Regions from separate parts of the Mus musculus genome. Here region 2 is linked to region 1. A link is a contact called in public HiChIP or PLAC-seq data. All regions are on one chromosome and are shown on one strand. Each heading gives the region's core, a stretch centred on a gene start, on an enhancer-like site or on the middle of the called end of the contact. The rest is flanking DNA. Distances are from core to core; before and after follow the strand shown. Region 1 holds the start of Aopep (aminopeptidase O). Region 2 overlaps Aopep (aminopeptidase O).

Region 1 (2,861 bases), core at 187-2,686:
GCACTGACCACCGACTGCTCTTCCACTGGTCCTGGTTTCAATTCCCAGCAACCACATCGTGGCTCACAACCGTCTGTAATGGGATCTGGTGTCCTCTTCTGGTGTGTCTGAAGAGAGCACTGGTGTACACATATACATAAAATAAATAAATGAATCAAGAAGAAGAAGAAGAAGAAGAAGAAGAAGAAGAAGAAGAAGAAGAAGAAGAAGAAGCAGCTGCTGCTGCTGCTTCGGCGGCATCTCAGGCTGAAAACCACCTGCTGTGTAAGCACGAGGACGCAAGTTCGGTCCCCAGAACCTGAGTGGAAAGTTTCAGGTCTGTGATTCCAGTGCTGGGGAGATAGAGGCGGGCATTTTCAAGAGTTGCTGGCTAAACCAATCTACCTGGCAAGCTCTAGGCCAGTGAGAGAACCTGTCTCAAAAACACATAAACAAAAAACGGTGGCCAGCATCTATGAAACCACAGTTGATGTTATCCCTTGTCTCCACATGCGTACACGTATTGCACACGTGCATGTGTGTGTTACACACACAATTCATATGGTCAGATGGGTGAATAAACGTATGGAATCACATATGACTAATGTAAAAAGCCTGGAATTTGACCACTGATGGTGGTTATTTTTAAAGGGGAGGAAGAGGAGAGGAGAGAGAGAGACCTTGAAGCCATGCATAACCTTGAATTTAAACTTGCCCTTTGCTTTTGGTTACTGGGAATTTTTCACCCAGTCAATTTGATGGAGCTGAGCCTCAGTTATTTTCTCTGTAAGGCAAACATAATAGTTCATAACTTGCAATACTGCATGAACTAAGGAGACAATGAAATGTAAGTGCAGGGCACAATCCCTGGAGTCTAAAAGACAAGTCGACAGTAAACAATATTATTCTCTGTAGCTCCCAATACGGGACAACCTAATCTTTACCAACTAGGAAATCACTAGCAGCCTTCTCAAATCACACGGAGCACAACACACCCTTCTGAAATGAATGCGCTAGTTGCACGTGGAAACAAAACAAAAGCACGAGGGATCAGAATTGAATTCAGCATCAACACGAGCCCAGTTGTCACCTTTGAAAACAGCTCTAAGCACCGCTCCGCTGGCCGGTGTGGTTTCCGTCTACCATGAGCACCACCTTTGCAGGTAGCGGTCGCCGCAAGTGCTGAGCGCTAATACTGCGGCTACAATTTATGTGACAGCATCCCAAGGGCTCGCCCCAGACAAGTCAGACAGGATCCCACCGCCTCGCTTCACAAGAGGCGAACAGGATCCCACTGGCTCACCACAGGGCAAGACGGATCGGATCCTACCTGCTCACCCCACCAGAGGTCGTGGGTCCGCATAACCCGGAGCGGCTGCTTGACACCGGAGCTGCAGGTTACCTGTCTCAGCTGCGGTGCTGCTGCAGCTACACTTCCGCAGACTCCGGGTTACCACGGGCTACCAGGCAAACACTAATTGCGTCATCAACACGCGCCAGGGTCGGCCGCTTCCCCCTCCCACCCCCTGTAGGCCAGTTCCTCGGCCGCTACTGCGCAGGCGCAGGGCTGCTAGTGGCCACGGTATCAAGACTCCAGACGCGTGAACTACACGCACGCCTCACTGAAATACAAATGTGTCGTTTTTGCCTTTGAGACAGGTCTCTCTGTGTAGTTCTGAGTGGTCTGGAACCTACTATGTAGACCAGGCTGGCCTCGAACTCAGAGATCAGCCTGCCTCTGCTTCCTGAGTGCGCTGTTTATTCTTCATTCCACATTTCTGAAGCATATGATTGGACTTTACATATTCATCCCAGCACAGTGCCTTAAATAAGATCATACTATGCGCCATACAGACAGTTACAGTATCTGCGGCTACAAAAGTGGGCCAGTTGTGCTTGCCTTTGTAGAGACAATCTTTGGTTGAGAAAGCAAGTTCTGAATAGTTCAACAGAATATTCCCTTTTTAAAAATTCATTTAGTATGTGGGGTGGTGTGTAATTGTATGTATGTCTAGGTACACGAATGTACAAATGGACCCCCTTGGAACTGGAGCTGCAGAGATAGTTGTAAGCTACCCCGTGAGTGCTGTACACCAAACCCAGGTCTTCTGCAACAGCAGCCAATGCTCTTAACCACTGAGTTAAGCTGCACCACATCAGCTAATTCTCGTATGGATGTTCTTAGAGGTACACATATGGAAGTAAGTCTCTGAAAAATGGAAGGAAGTCAGAGCCACTTCACTACAGGAGGTCTAATACCCTCTGAGGAGACTCATTTAACTGGGAAGAGAGGGGAAGGCTATAAAGACCTGCGAGCAAAGCAGCTAGAAGGATCAGAAGCACCTAGTACATGCAGCTTGTGGCGCCCTTGAAGAACACAGGGTGAAACCAACAAGGCCCAAAGGCCCCATCCTGCAGCACATTTCTGGGCCACTGTAAGCAAGGAGCGTGGATTCTGTCGCCAGGGAAGAGTGAGTGACAGGAACTAGTTTTGAAACGCAGAGCAGGCTGCTGTGTGTGCTGGGCATGAAGCACACAGAAAGAAGGGACTGGTGAGATGTGATGGAGAAAAATGGATACATATAAAAGGTAATTTGGAAATTGATGTGACAGGTGGGAAGGATTAGATAAAAGTCTAGACAAAAAAAAAAGTTACTGAAAGTGAGTGCTAGAATAGATTTGTTGAACTCTATAGTGAGAACCAGGTTTGTTCCATCTTTCAATCCTGACTTCTTTGCCTTCCTGTTACCCAACACTGTAGGACCACACACACACACACACACACACACACACACAGTTTCCCCTTTCCGTAACTCTTTCCTTCTTGGACTCCTTATGTTACCATCCCCAAGCCTTCAGCAGGCTTGCAATTCTAAGAGGAG
Region 2 (2,704 bases), core at 139-2,638, 300 kb before region 1:
TATCAGACAATCCTCAATGGCCAACTGTTTCTGAAGAGCAAGACTCCAATAGCACAGAGAAATCTGATGGACCCCAAGCAACCCTCCCATGACATTCTATTAAGTGTTTTAGTTCACAGATAGACAACCTCAGCTGGTCCCTCAGACTCCTGCCTATCTAGGAAGCCCACGGTAACCCCTCTTTCAGTCCTAAAGTGGGTCAGTTCTCCACATGAATTCCAGTGGTGCCTTGGTCTAACAAAGTCCTGCCCAGACAGATGTAACCTGGATTCCATGAGAAGCCTCTGAGAGCAAGCATCTTCTGGAAAAGGTGAGTGGGAATGGCCCAGAAACCCAGCATCTAGGATAGCTTCACAGACTAAGCTTGCTGTTTGCCAGCAAGAGGTCCAACGGCTAAGGATCTTGATGCAGCGCTACTTAAAGGAACAAGGCCAGCCAACAATGCTCCTTGAGCAGAAATCTCTGCAGAGTGTTGTGCCTGCACCATAGAAGCACTAGTTACTTTACAATAAGGGAGGCTATTTACAGCTCTCCTGTCTCCATTTCCCAGAAGTGTCCACCAGTCTCCACATGGGCAGGTAGTGCTATAGTTGCCAAAAGCTGTACTGTGTAAGTTCTGTCATTACACATTTTGTCACTTTATTCCAGTTTGGGTGTGTGCTTGTTGTACTCAGATTTACAATGTATACAAGTTGCCTAGAAAGCAAAGCCCCACATTCAGCCTAGTGCAGGATAAGCTACAGCCCACTAGAAATCAGCAGGCTCCCTACTATAGTATGGAGGGGATTCCCATTCACCCCATTGCTCCTGTTTGATGCTACCTAGTTTTCAAGGGAGTTGGTGTAACTGAAAAGAAGCAAGACCCTTTCCCCATCTGTCCAGAATGCACTTTACATTTAGGAAATCCATGTGTTTTTATGTGACTTAGTTGTGGCTCACATGGCAAGTATCTATGGACAGCCCCTCCCATATTGGTCAGCTTTCACCGAGAGTCCAGTGAAGTTTAAACATGTCTAAGGTGCTCTCCTACCACATCTCTGACTCATGGTTATAAGATGTCAGTGGCAGAAAGCTGGTCAGAATCAGCAAGAACCACCAACTGAAGTTGGCTTGTGAAGCCTTAGGAGGTCTGAGGTTGCTCTGAGGGAGTGGGTTCCCCTGTCCCATGGCATCCCACCTGGGACACGGCAGCTCCTAAGCATGGCCTGCCTCTCCCTAGCAGAGCAGCTAGCTGTAAGCCAGTCATGTTCCTGGGTCTCTCATTCCACGCTGGAGAGTGGGAATGCGTCTCCCTAGCTCCTCTAGCAATCTCTTGGAAGAAACTGCCCAGAACAGAAGAGGTCATGTTTATTCACAGACCTGGGAGTGGGAGGGATGTACTGCCCCAGGGGAAGCTACAGTTAAGTTCCCCGGGGAAGACCTGAACTCAGCGTGTGGTAGTATCTAACAGCCTCTGTATTATGCCATAATCTCAGATGGAAAAAGTCTACAGAGTGTATCTGAACATAGATGTGCACCTGATGACTTTCACATCATCCAGCAAAGAACTCGGATCAGCTTTCTGGTTAAACAAAGGGTAGCTTTAGGGAGAAACCTGCAGACGTAAGGTCAAGAGTACAGAACAGAAAACCTTCCTCTTGAAAATTGTGACAAAGGCATTAGATGAAGTACAATTTTCATTTCCCCTGAGATTTTGCAGAGCAGTTACTTTAAACCATGCTGACCCTTGCGATCTGGGTCCTTTAAGAAAGGTCGAGCCTGGGCTTTCTAATGCTCATAGCCCCTTCTTAAGTCAAAGATAGCATATTACATTGTGATGTTCAAATCCTAAGCAACTCACTTTGAAAGGCTTTAAGAAATTGTTAATAACCCACAAAGGGAACCCCAATTCTCCTGCAACCTGGTGCTCCTCCGAAAGTGGTACATTCAGAACTTATAACCTACTGACTTGTTAAGAGCTGGACTTTGAAGGGGACCTCAAGGTCAGAGCAGGGGAGCTCAAGAGGGGCTCAAGACATACACACACAAGTAACATTATAAGGACTGAGCAGGCTGTACTTATATGTAACATATATGTACATACATGTAACAACGCTAAGAATTTAAGACAGTATGTAACAAAGAAAAAGAGGTCATAGGTCTGAGACAGCACAATGTGAGGTGACAGGAAGGGCGGGAGTTAGTGAATGAAAGAGGGAATGGAGTAGTATTTTAATTTGAAACAATAAAATAATATTAAAAAATTAATACCTTTAAGGGTGATAAAGACTTTCCTCCCTGACCACTGTTATGGCCATTTTAGGGGCAGCTGCTCTTAAGGAATTCGTTTAAAACTTAGGGTTTTCTTCCTATAAGCAAAGATTAAAAGCAAGTAAGGCTTGCAAGATAAATTATGTCTCCATGAACTATGATTTCATACTTTAATTAACTATGTTTACAGATGTCCCTCTGAGAAGTTCACTGGCAAAGATCTTTAAAAAGCCATCAGTGGAAGGTTCCAGCCATCTTCAAGCTCAGAGTAACCCACATGCCCACGGGTGAGGGTGGTGTCTCTGTGTTCACAACATACAAGTTCCTAAAGCCATTTTAATTAGCCGCAGCAAAGACTTGGGGAGACTGGAACTATAACAGTCCCACGAGCCTCTGTATTCAAAAGGACCAACCCAGTCTCTAGAGACCTCCACTCAAGATTTATCCTCCAGGG

Evidence for each region. HiChIP or PLAC-seq counts read pairs in DNA pulled down with a chosen protein or histone mark.
Region 2: a contact with region 1 is called in an HNF4G HiChIP or PLAC-seq map of pancreatic cancer cells. The contact joins the enhancer-like site here to the promoter of Aopep in region 1. A contact is called at or near these places in 11 of 39 promoter capture datasets (the 3T3-L1 cell line, the C10 cell line, the HPC-7 cell line and 7 more), 6 of 484 Hi-C or Micro-C datasets (bone marrow-derived macrophages, embryonic stem cells, macrophages and 2 more), 15 of 115 datasets of contacts at active chromatin or transcription factors (Th17 cells, bone marrow-derived macrophages, cardiomyocytes and 11 more) and 5 of 9 other capture datasets (adipose tissue, bone marrow-derived macrophages, embryonic stem cells and 2 more).

Annotation. Positions count from the first base shown.
Region 1 is chr13:62,963,468-62,966,328 of GRCm38.p6, reverse strand. Aopep (aminopeptidase O) reads right to left here and starts at 1,436. Exons shown (of 16, transcript NM_001289926.1): 1 at 1,310-1,436.
Region 2 is chr13:63,264,820-63,267,523 of GRCm38.p6, reverse strand. The region is part of intron 13 of Aopep (aminopeptidase O); the gene reads right to left. Among named protein-coding and RNA genes, the nearest start is that of Gm16907, 31 kb to the left of the region's middle. Within about 2 kb of position 1,388, at least 10 of the 459 cell types and tissues checked have an H3K27ac peak or open chromatin away from gene starts, as enhancers often do. A contact at or near this core is called in pancreatic cancer cells, where this site is marked.